Regions from separate parts of the Gossypium raimondii genome. Here region 1 is linked to region 2. Evidence: chromatin contacts called from public Hi-C data. All regions are on one chromosome and are shown on one strand. The core of a region is the stretch at or near the end of the contact, and the rest is flanking DNA. Distances in the headings are between cores, read along the strand shown.

Evidence for each region. A called contact is a pair of places that touch in the nucleus more often than the background predicts.
Region 1: a Hi-C map of leaf shows a contact between it and region 2, with 5 times the contacts expected there. The contact joins the promoter of LOC105778078 here to the promoter of LOC105777284 in region 2. A contact is called at or near these places in 2 of 2 Hi-C or Micro-C datasets (both in leaf).

Annotation. Positions count from the first base shown.
Region 1 is chr10:26,615,078-26,621,406 of ASM2569854v1, reverse strand. LOC105778078 (3'-5' exonuclease) reads left to right here and starts at 4,546. Exons shown (of 6, transcript XM_052621833.1): 1 at 4,546-4,857; 2 at 4,941-5,120. The coding sequence starts at 4,623.
Region 2 is chr10:26,399,638-26,405,786 of ASM2569854v1, reverse strand. It overlaps LOC105777284 (methylenetetrahydrofolate reductase 2), which reads right to left and starts at 2,066. Exons shown (of 12, transcript XM_012600458.2): 1 at 1,908-2,066; 2 at 1,052-1,493; 3 at 915-975; 4 at 749-831; 5 at 479-652; 6 at 1-157. The coding sequence starts at 1,450. It overlaps LOC105778252 (glycine-rich RNA-binding protein 2, mitochondrial), which reads right to left and starts at 5,163. Exons shown (of 5, transcript XM_012601917.2): 1 at 4,995-5,163; 2 at 4,107-4,230; 3 at 3,954-4,022; 4 at 3,314-3,420; 5 at 2,958-3,231. The coding sequence starts at 4,224. The coding sequence ends at 3,106.

The DNA of each region.
Region 1 (6,329 bases), core at 3,297-5,796, 210 kb before region 2:
AAATCATTTAAAATATTGATGGATACATGAGCTGTACACACGAAGTGTACAATATGGTAAATCTGTCAACTCATATCCGGGAGTTCTTATAAAACCATATAAACGGGAAGCTTATCTGGGCTAAAATAGGGAGCTCATAAGAGTCGTATTCGGGAAGCTCATGCGAGTCTATAATGGGTAGCTCCGAAGAGCCATTAATCGAGAAGCTCTAGATAGCCATATCTCGGGAAGTTCAAGCGAGCCATATCGGGAAGCTCACAAATAGCCAATTTAATGGGAAGCTCATGAAGAGCTATATATCGGGATGCTCATAAGAGCTAAGGTGTGTCCACAACACATGTAGGATCACAACCTATTGGGACGCTCCGAAGAGCTATAACGGGAAGCTCACAAGAACCATATAACGGGAAGCTCATGAGAGCTAATAATGGGACGCTTTTTTGAACTATGGTGTGTCTGCAACATATGCAAGACCACAACCAATACAAGAGCCCTGTATCCAATTGATTTTCATGTATTCAAACGAGATTTAATATTTTTATCGAGCATTTTTCAGATATATAATTAATTTCATAAACATAACAATTATCAATTCAATATTCACATATACAACATTTAATTCAAATATATAAAAGCACACAATTTAGTTACAGGAACTTACCTCGACACTTGCTTGTGTATAAAAATCTACTGATCCGATACTTTTTCTTTTCCTCAATCTAACTCCTTATTTGATCTTTTAGAATCTATATAAATAAGTTTAACATCATTTTAATTCAGTCCAATTCACATCTTAAGCAAAAGTACCATTTTGCCCCCTATACTTTTGATTAATTCTAATTTTGTCCCTAGGCTCGAAAAATGAAATTCATGAAATTTAATCTTCATTCCAAGCCTAGAAATTTTTATACATGATAACAGAAATCCCATGAATTCCATAAAATTCAAAATTTTCTATGAATTCAATATCTTTTCAATTTAATTTCTAAATCATGTTTTCTTCAAAACTCTTTAATATAACACTTTTAAATACCCATAAACACCTCAAATTCATCATCTAATAACTAAAATCATATGAACTCATCAATTGTAACTTCCAAAATTTTCAATAAAATCAAAACTAAGGTAAATGTTAATTGGACCTAATTGTAACAATCACAAAAACATAAAATTTTAAGAAACGAATCAGATTTGACTTACATGAAGAAAAATTGAAAAACCAACTTAAAAACCTCTTCAATGATTGTTTTTAGAACTGAAAATGATGAAGAAATATCTAGAATTCTTTAATTTTCATTTATTTCTTTAAATTTGACAAAATTTCTAATTTTGCCCTTATTTCACACTATTTTTGTCATCTTTTTAAGCCCATGCCGCCCCAGCTAAATACTTTTGACATATTTATGCCTAAAGTCCTTCCTTATTTACCATTTGAACTATTTAATCACTATTTCTTTTAATTAACAAGTTTTGCACCTTTTTCAATCTAGTCCTTTTTAACAAATTAGACATGTAATCAATGAAATTTCTTAACGAAATTTTCATACAACATTCCTATCATACCATAGGCTATAAAATAATATTAAAATAAATTTTCCTCCAACCTCGAATTTGTGGTCCCGAAACTACTGTTCTGATGTCATTGAAAATAGGCTATTACAATCAATGTGAAGTCTATAATGCCACTAAGTCAATAAACATAATTTCCGAATAACAATATGTAGATATGCCAAAATCTTCAAATGCCCAAAAATCTATTAATAGCAAGCTTTGAGAGTGGATCTTATTTTCCAGGTATACAACAGGTACATAACCAATGACTTTTCATACATAAATTTTCTCTCTTGTAAGTTCTTATAAGTAATATTTTACCAAGTAATTTTAATTGAGAACTTATTCTGAATACTGTAGAGTTATACTCACAGTTTTAAAAAAACTTGTAACTTTAAGTGCATCCAACCATAATAAGCTTTAGATAGAATTATCATATTCTTTGCTCATAAGTAATTTTTCACAAGAAAATATTTTGCTTTCAATCCTTTAATGGGGATGATGACAAAAGAATATCACAAATATTATAAAATAAATATAAATTAATAACCCAATCTAGTTTTTATTCATATGAAATATAATATTTTCTCATTCACAATCTCAATATGAGATCCATTACAAATATCTTTTAAAAGTAATGCATTAAATCACAACTTTTTACTTTTTAGATATTGATATATTAGCTTTTCTAGAGCTTTCAACTAATGTTGTACTATCAAATATTGAAATAATATTTGGTTGCTTTAGTACCAAATAAGATAAATATTTTCTATCTATAATGATAAAATTCATTACTACATTTTCATATCATTTCTCAAAGAATATTAATAGAAATAAAATATTTGGGCATACGCCACATATGTGGCCAATAATATTTCATATCACATTGATAATGAAGTTATCTTTACCCTTTGAAGAGTTATCTTGAGAACTCTCATTGTTCTCTTATTTATTACTATGTTTCCACTTTTAGTGGTCTATACTTATATCTTTTATTTTCTTTATGTTTACATTCACTTGGGAATGTAACAAATCTAGTAGGATGGACTTATAAACATCCCAATAGATTCTTTTTTCATAATCACTATCGCAAACATGCGTGAGATTTCAAATCAAAATCTATCTATTCATGTTGTCATGATTATTTTCCAACTATAATAAACATAACATAATAAATAAAACATAGTAAAATATACCAAGATCTTTATCATCATTGTCATCACCTTGACTATAATCACGAGCACTATTACAATTAGTAAAACAACTTTATTTTCAGTAGTAACATTTATAATCTAATTGTAAAAATCATATAATAAACAATCAAAATTTTCGTAACGATGCTTGAAAATTATCCGATACACATTGTACCAAATTTCAATATCACATATATATTATAAAATATTATGTTGCTCTAATTAAATATTTATAAATTCAATTTAAAAGATATCATACAATCATTCAACATTAGCAAATTAATAAGACTAAATAAATCCTATCAAATTTCCTTTAATCAACAATGGTAGGTTAATAACACTTTCCACCATAATTAAAATTTCAAGAATATTTAATAACAAGAATTTAATAATCAAAACATCTAAATATAATGCATAATATAACTTAATTAAAAAACACTTCAAAAGAGTTATTTACCAAAATTAATAATAGAGAAACATACCATATTAATAACAAACATATCTAATTAACAATTATGTCTTTTACATAAAAAAAACCTAGAAAGGCAAAAATCAAATACCATCGAATGTAAAATTTATGTCAAATAAAAATTAATAGTAGTCATACCTTAATTAAAAAAAAACATATGGTCGAAATATAAAAGTTTCTTACCAAATCTATACTTTAACCATGCTTGTACAATAAATCAAAGATCGGGAATAAAAACCATAATCCATTCTGAGATTGAATCTTTCAACATCCCGAAGATGAATTTGTAAGGGTGAAAGTTTAAGGTGAAAAAGAATTTGATTTGTAGGATGACTTCGAAAGATTTTGAAAAAATATAGAGAATCATTGTGCTGATAACGTATTATAAACTAAAGAGAGATGGAGAGAATAAAGAACAAAGAAAATATGCAAGCAACAGAGAATGTATTTTATTAATCAAAAGGATGATTACAATGCTTTATCAGAATCTTTATTTATAGACATAAGAAGTATAAAAGAAGTAGAGATCTAATTCTAATAACTATTAAAATTTAAAGCATATCAAAACTTTATCTTGATCATAATGGACATCCACTTAATAAGATATTTATAACAATGTTTAAATTTTAATGTAAATTAGAATTAAAATTTGGTAGAAGATCGGTTAAGCAGAATTAGGAGTTTGTAAAAATATTTTCTATATTAAAATATAAAAAATCTCTAATTCTTAGGTTATTTTCCATGTTATAACTCTATTTATATACATAAAATTAGAAATACTAAATGTTTATTTATTAAAATATTTATATATTTTATTTAAATTTTAATGCTGGGAACAACATATGGCATAAGATATTCTGTTAAGTAGAATTAAGAGTGTGTAAAAGTTTTTCCAAATTAAATTTTAATTATATTAAATATTTTTATATTCAGAAGATAAAATTAATATCTACTTTCATGTTATAACTCAATTTTATGTAATTAAAATGATCACTATATTATGTTATTTAAAAAAAAGATAATATATTAAATAAATTTTATAATTTAGATTTAGTATTTATGTTTTTAAAATTTAATTTTTTCACTTGATTTTTCAATTTATCAAACAATACCTAGTTGCAATGTAATATAGGAAGAACAAATTTTGGAGAAAATATAAGATTTGATTTCTTATTAACAAAAATATTTTTAGAGAAATTTTGGAGAAACAAAAAGTTTGTCAGGATTTTTATTTAGAATATTAATATAGAAAGTATATTGTGCGAATTGGACTGGGATGGGCTCAAGTCCTGGCAAAAACTTTTCGAAATCGGCCCATCGACTACTCTACCAGACGCCATTAACAAAATTTGAACGTTAAGCTCTCTTTCCCTCTAATTCCGCCCCTCACTTCCATTTCAGATATAGAAATGGAATTCAAAGAAAACAATAGTTTCAGTTTGGATTGGGACGACCGTTTCACTGAAGACGTGATCCGACTAATGGATGCCATTGAAGCCACTCCTCCTCCTCCTCCTTCATCTTCTAGCAAGAAACGCAAGTCCGCCGTCCATCATCAAGATAACCTCAAAACCGGCCGCCAATTGCCTCATTCTATTCTCTCACCCCCGCCTTCTTTTCCGTCTTCCTTCGCTCGTTGTCAATGTATTTCCTATCCCTTACTTTACCCGTTTTTTAATTAAAATAAATGAACTAATAGTAAACCCTTTGATTTTTCTGATTGGCAGCTAATACAAGGCTTAGATATCCGCCGTTGAGATTTGGAGGTCATATTTTGTATAGCTTTACGGAAGATGAGGTAGAAAATGCTGCAATGGAGCTATTAAAAATTGTTGAAATTAAGAAGAAAGAAATGGGTCAAGTTGCTTTAGGGTTTGATATTGAGTGGAAGCCCTCTTTCCAAAAAGGTTTGCTTCCTTTACCCTCCTTGTATTGTTACATTCATTTCATATAATCCTTTCTGTTTGTTTCCTAAGAAAAAAAAGTGTGAAAACAAATAAATGTGAAAATTTCTTAAGTTAATATGAAACCTCCCTAAGGTATCTTTGATCATTATTTTAAAGAATTGAGACTTAAAGTTGGAATTTTTTTCAAATTGCATGATTTCTAGATGGAATACTTATGCTAGAATTGGCATTGTGTTTTTTTTTTTTTTGTAGTTTTAATTTTTTTTTTTTGATGTTTAGTGGTTCTGATATGCCACATTTTGAAACAAAATATATATCTCTTGTGTTTGGTGTTGTCCTCTTCCTTTCTTCCATAAAGCAGCATTGCTATAATTTCTTTTAAAGCAGAAACTAAGCACTCTTTACCTATATTACTCGGCCTTAGGTGTGAGTGCCGGATATGGGTAAGTTCCCAACACAGATATATTCAATTTTTTCCTATGTTTTTAATGTATTTGGAGATCCTCGAATGGTAATATCCCATACTCCTGTCCAAATATGCGTTGGATACAGGTACTGTAGTAAAATAAAGAGTCAAAGCAATATAGCTCTTTAATCCATGTTTCATGAGTTGCTGTTGCCATTACCGATCATTTCCTTTTAATTGAAATACTCTTAACTGTGATAACCTAAATGGTTGTATGCTTTCAAACCGTTATTTATATTCATGTTTTTCCCTTATCTTGTCTACTTTCTGGTAGAAGTGGTCTATTTAGATCATTCTCAGATTGCATTTAGTATAGCATTGAAACATGCACATATTGAATTTGTACTAGTACACAGAATTCATGGCTAAATATACTGATTTGGTTGACCACCTCTACTAACATGTCACTTGTCTATCTGGTTTCTGTATTGCCCTCTTGAACTTTCATGAAAAGTAGTATCTGTTTGGTACTATAGACATTGGCTTGTGTGGACTCTGGTATTGATATCCAACACTTGTATGTGTCTGCATGCTTGGTTTTTCTTTTTAAGTCTTGGAATTGGCTTAAAAGGATCTAAAAGTTAGATAAAAGTATGTGGATGCATATTTTAACAATGTCTTAAATAAAGATACATAAATGAAAATAATGCAATACCAAATATAATGAGTATTTGTAATTTACTTTTATATTAATAATTAAAATACATTTTATTGGTGAACCATAGAAAGGACGGACCACCACC
Region 2 (6,149 bases), core at 817-3,316:
CAGATTTCTCCATGTTTAATGTATAAAGGTGCAATGTCTTAATCCCATGAGCTAAAATCTTGCGGCACATTTCTGTTCCAAGGTGAACTCCATAGGCTTTGACAGCTTCTTCGTTGTCCTTGATAGCCTCTAAGGCAGCAGTAATCTCAGCTGGTATCTACAATGAGCCATGCAGGTGTTACATTTTAAAAATGTTAACAGAAATTGCCACCAAAAATAGCTTTTGTGGCCACTCTTTATAAGCAGTTGTAATAATCAGTTGCCAAGAAAAAACAAGCAAAGAGTGCATCAGAATGAAGTGGGATGCACTTCCAAATTAGAGGCCTTCAGAATCTTGTATCTTTTAGCCTTTTGAGAAGAATGATGCTGCTTTCATTTCCTTTATGCAAAAACATCCAACTAGTACATGCACTATTTGAATAAATTTTACTAAATTGATACTATTTAATGCTCAAAAATATCATGTTATACCGCATACCTTAGTTTTGCAAAAGCCAGTCATTCGCAAGAAACCCTTGTAGTTATTAATGGGCATAATACCCGGCACGATAGGACAGTTAATTCCAATTTGGCGACAGTCATTGACAAATTTGATAAAGATATCAGTATCATAAAACAGTTGAGTAACAATCAGATCAGCTCCTGCATCAACCTATGTAGTAAAGAAGATTTTAGCACAAAAATTAACCAATATAAATTAGAATTAAGACAATATTTTCAAATCAAGTAATGAGTTAAAGAGTAAAACCTTTCTCTTTAAGTAAGCAAGATCATTCTGATAAGCTTCAGGTGTGGCTACACCATCATTTCCTATGGCATCGGGATGTGCCTCTGAGCAAAGAAAGCAAACTATTAATAATCAAAAGCCACATGAACAAGCCTCTTATATATGTATATATGTCTATGAAAAGCACCTGGATAACCGGCAACTGTGATGCCAAAGTAGTCACCATATTTAGATCTGATATGTTTCACCTAGAATAGGAATTAAAAGTTGGTAACATATGTATATTAAGAAATAAAAACAGGGCAGAATGAGCAATGGCTTTACCAGATCAAGGGCACAGGAGAAGCCGCCTTCGACCTGGACAAACTTGTCCTGGCCGTGAGGGGGGTCACCTCGGAGGGCAAGAACATTCTGAATGCCGTTGGACTTGATGGTCTGAAGAGCATGGTCAATCTTCTCTACGGGCATATTGGTGCAAGTGAGGTGCATCATCGTCTCCACACAGATGATATTCTGCATCTTGTTAGCAATGTCGAGAGTGAGATCAGCAGTGGAACCACCTGCACCCCATGTAATGTCACAGAAGGACGGGTTATGAGCAACCATACGATCCATTCTGTCGAACAGGTTGTCTACTCCATCCTCAGTCTTTGGAGGGAAGAACTCAAAGGAAAACACCACTTTCCCTTCTTGCAAAGATTGGATCTTCTCTATCACCTTCATCTTTAATTGGATCTTGAACTCTCAGTGTCACCAACACCAACTTCTGCAAGAATTCAATATGAAACTGAGGTGTTTGAAGAGATAAAACAAGAAAAGAACAACAGAAAGTCGCAACAAAACAAACCCAAACCCGAATCTGAATCTAAAAGAATTAACTGATGGTTCAGAGCAAAAACGATCACTTTGAACATCATAGAAGAAGATAAACATGGGCAATCTTGAAATCAATCCTTTCAAAGTAAATCGTATAGGATAAAGCATGAATGATAAACTAAAAGTCAAAGATCAGATGAGCTAAAATTATAGTAAGCGGTCTACTGTTAAGTAATACATTGTGAAGAATCAACAAGGCACTAAACAAAGACTGAAAGTCCAAATCTAACATATGTTGTAGTACATTGTCCCAAATTCATGGAAACACAAAAATATCCCAGAAAAATAGGAAAAAGAGACTCACAAATGGGTTTGTGGTTGGTAAAGAGAGAGATGGGAGGTGGAGGCATTGCAATGGGAGTATTTGTATTTGAGAGAGGAACGGAACGGATCGGGGTTGGTGTCTTTTGAAATGACTCTGTTGCCCACTCAACAACCCAATGGCCTTATCCCATTCTCAATTCAGTAATTGCCCATTAATGGTCAATTCCATACGGTTTAATTATTATGCCCCTGCTCTTTTGCACTTTTTTTTAATTTAGTACAACCAATCTCTTTAATTTGAAAATATATAATAAATTTAAATTTAACGACTTTGATTTTTAAATGAGAGATTAAATTTTTTAAATTAAAAAAAGTAGAAAAGTAGAGGGAGTGAGAGGAAATTAGACCATAAGGTACAATACGGTTGTCGTATGTATTGCTTACCAACCACAAACAGCGTCAGCTTGGAATGAATCACAAAATTGGCGGTTGTATTTTCGCTTTCTTACCAAAACTCACTATTATTTTATTGTTTTAGTTTCATCCCTCTTTTTAGTTCGTACACTGAATCAGCTTTTTACCTTTTCATTATTCTTTTTTTGGCCGAATTTAATAAAAAATACCATTTTTAAAAAAGTTATTTTTTAACACGTCTTATCTTTTGGTGGTTTTGTTTTTAAGTTTCACATCTTTTTTCCTCACATTTATATTTTTAATTTATTTGTTTCAGGCTTTATTTTTATTTTTAATTACTATTTTAATATATTAATACTTCAATTAGATGGTTAATTAACAGTGATTTTATGCTTGAATGTCAAATTTGATTCCTCTTCTTAGTGCATTTGTATTTTTATTTTATATTGTTTCAAGCTTTTTTTAATTTAATATTTTAATTAATAAATATATTATTTTCAAGTTTTTTATTTTAATTTATAAAATTAAATAATTATTATCAGTTATATAATAAAATATATTTTTGATAAAATTGATATTTTATCAAAATGTTAAATATATCTTATTTTGTAAAAACATCAACTAATTCTTTTGATATATTTTTTATACATATAATATTTATTAATTAAAAATAAAGTTTTCAAGGACAAAATCACAATTAATTAACCTCTAACTACAGAAAACTAGTTGCATAAGTTTTAGCATATAATTCGAATATAAATAACTGTATCATCAAATCTACTAGCTCTAGGAACATGATTATGGAAAGATTTTGATGCGAGAGCCTAGTAACCAGCATCCCTACCGAAACTATCACCACCACGGAAACCACCATTACCACCATAAGCTCGAGGGCCGCCACTAGGTCTTTCATTGGCATAACTTACTCGAATATTTCGGCCATTGAGTTCCTGTAATTTCAGTACCACAAAATAATCAAATACCAGATTCACCAGAAACATGTTTCATATAACAATGTCTTTTTTCCCTCACCTGACCATCCATGGCTGACAAGGCATTGCTGGCAGATTCATCATCAGCAAAGTTTACAAAACCGAAACCCCTAGACCTCCCAGTGTCTCTATCGATGATAATCTTAGCTGACCAACATAAATCAGAGAATGAGAACGTGAATAGAAGCAAGTGTTATAAATCTGTAATAGATACCATCATTCGTAAACGACATGAAAAAAACGCAAAGTTCACTGGCCAAAATCATTAACCAAGTAGACAAGCAACCCGGTTATAGTTTCAATTAAAACACAATGCTACATGCTCACCAGCAGTCATCATCATTCAACTTCTGCCATGAGGAATCTCTAGAGATAAACTAGTAACCATTTCGAGAATGGACAACTCCTATGAATAGAGCCTAGACATGCGAACCATGCATTATGCATCCAAAACAGACAATAAATGAACAACAGCAAACACCTACGAAACACATTAAAATTCCTAGTCACAGTTTGTGCGCTATTACAAGTAACCCGTGCCCGAGGGAAGATAGAACAAAAGAACCCCATTCATCTGCTTGACAATAAAAGGAAGCTACTATTTATATACTAGACTACAATAGTCAAACTTATAAGAATACCAAAAACATAATATCATCAGCATTAGTGATACAACTCACCTTCTGTCACATCACCAAACCCGGAAAATGCTTCCTTGAGAGTTTGATCATCAGTTCCATATGAAAGGCCTAAGAAGCATAGATTCAAGTCAAATACACAATATAAATGATATCTGCATCTAATCTTCAGCCAAGAATCCAATGTGTCAATACCTCCAATAAAAAGCTTTTTGGTTGATGTGGACATGCAGTGAATAGAGCTAAGAATGGATGTAGCTGGGATTTGCCCATTTAACCTCAGAAGGCTTCCAAGTTTGCTAGAAAATGCCATAATATGCTAATGTAACGTTTTTTTTTTTTTTCACAGCACCAGCAACAAGAAGCGCAAACATAAACAAATGTCATGTTAGTAGCAAGAAAAACAAAACACCACATTGCAAATCCCAAAAATAAATCCTATTAGATTATAGCTGAATGGGTTTAACATGTAAATCAATCTCACAAATATGTCCATAATATACCTACAAAGAACATACAAGATCAATGTAATTCAGCGAAACAGGATGAAGATACAATGCACACGCGCACACACACACACACACAAAAAGACAAGATCACTGTAAAGAAGTTCAGTGAAGGCCAATACGAGTAGCAGAAGAGAAATTAAAATAATCCCAGTCGTTCAATATGAGAGCCAATACATTTTACGCCATCATTGCATTAAATTAAGAATTCAAGGTTATGATTGAATTTATAACTTTTTTATTCATAATAAACAGCTTTACGTAGATATTTATTCCTTCTTCAAAAAGAAAGGCTTAAACTTCCCAGTTATTGAAGTAGTAAAAACAAAAGAAAATAAAACATGTTTCATATATCCCATGAACAAGAAAACTATGACACAAAAAAAAAAAGAAAAAAGAAAAAAACCCAAAAAGAGAGGACTGCTACAAAAACATTAAAAAGAATCAAAAAAGAAAAACCCTAAATAAAATTAACAAAACAAGATAAATTAACCCGAAAAAGAATCAGAAAATTCATCATCTAAACTTCAAATTGATGCCAAGAATGAAACCCACAAGAGCTATAAAGCAAAATTACCTTTAAGAAGAGAAAAAGGACAAAGAAATTTGTGAGAGAAACAGCAAGAAACGAATGAAGCTGCTAGGGTTTAAGAGCTTTGAGCCACAATGGAGAAAAATATAATCTCTTGCATCGTTTAATAAAAGGGAGGTTTAAGGAGTTTTGCTTAGATACGGTGTGGGTGCATTGTAATCCTTTCCTATTTTGTGCTTTGATTGATTGTACCAGTGCGATAATTTGGTCGAGCGTTGGTCTTCAGTGGCAAAACGTACATTATGTAATGCGTAAAATTGAGGAACCGTAGAGAAAAAGACCGTACGTGGGTGAGGCTATTCCTTTTCTGTTATTGGTCGGCGGTATGATCAGTCCACGTCAGCAAAAATATCTTGAAATTGGGTTGGGCTCTAAACCTGGTTATTGCGGATAAATACTGTTGGTTGGGTTTTTTTATATTAAAAATAGAATAAATTGAATTTATCACTTAAATCCAACTTAAGAAGTAAAATCCAATCAATTGAATTGAAAATTTTTAATTCGATTTTTTGGTTTTTAATATGGATTTTTTTAATTCAAGTATTTATAATTTTATTTCTTTTACTTTTTACATAATTGTCTTTTTCTTCAATTTACTACGTTGCATCACTTTTACTTTTATTTTTTAAATTAATTATTAAAATAATTTTTCATGAACTCAAAAATTATTTATTTTCTTATTTCTTTTACATGGCCAACACATCATTACTTTGATATATGAAATTTATAATAAAAAATAAGATGAATATCATAAAAACAATCGAATGTATGAAATTTATGAATATTTATAATTTAACTTTTAGAACTTTATACATATAAAAAGTGATAAAAGATTTCCCGGAATATGCAATTTCAAATTATTGTACATATAAATTTCATAAAATTAAATGATAATTTTTATTTTCTTGCATATAAATATTAAAATTGAATTAGCTGAATGATAAAAATTAAAACGAATATCATAACAAAAAAATTAACTTATCAATTTGGATTTTAAATATTAATGGTATTAGGTTTAATGAGTTTAGGTTTTAAGAGCATTAAATTTTAATGTGATTTGAATTTAAAGTTTAAATTTGGACTTGGGTATATAAATGGTTATAGGCTTATGGCATTAGTCGGTTTATTCAATTTAAAATG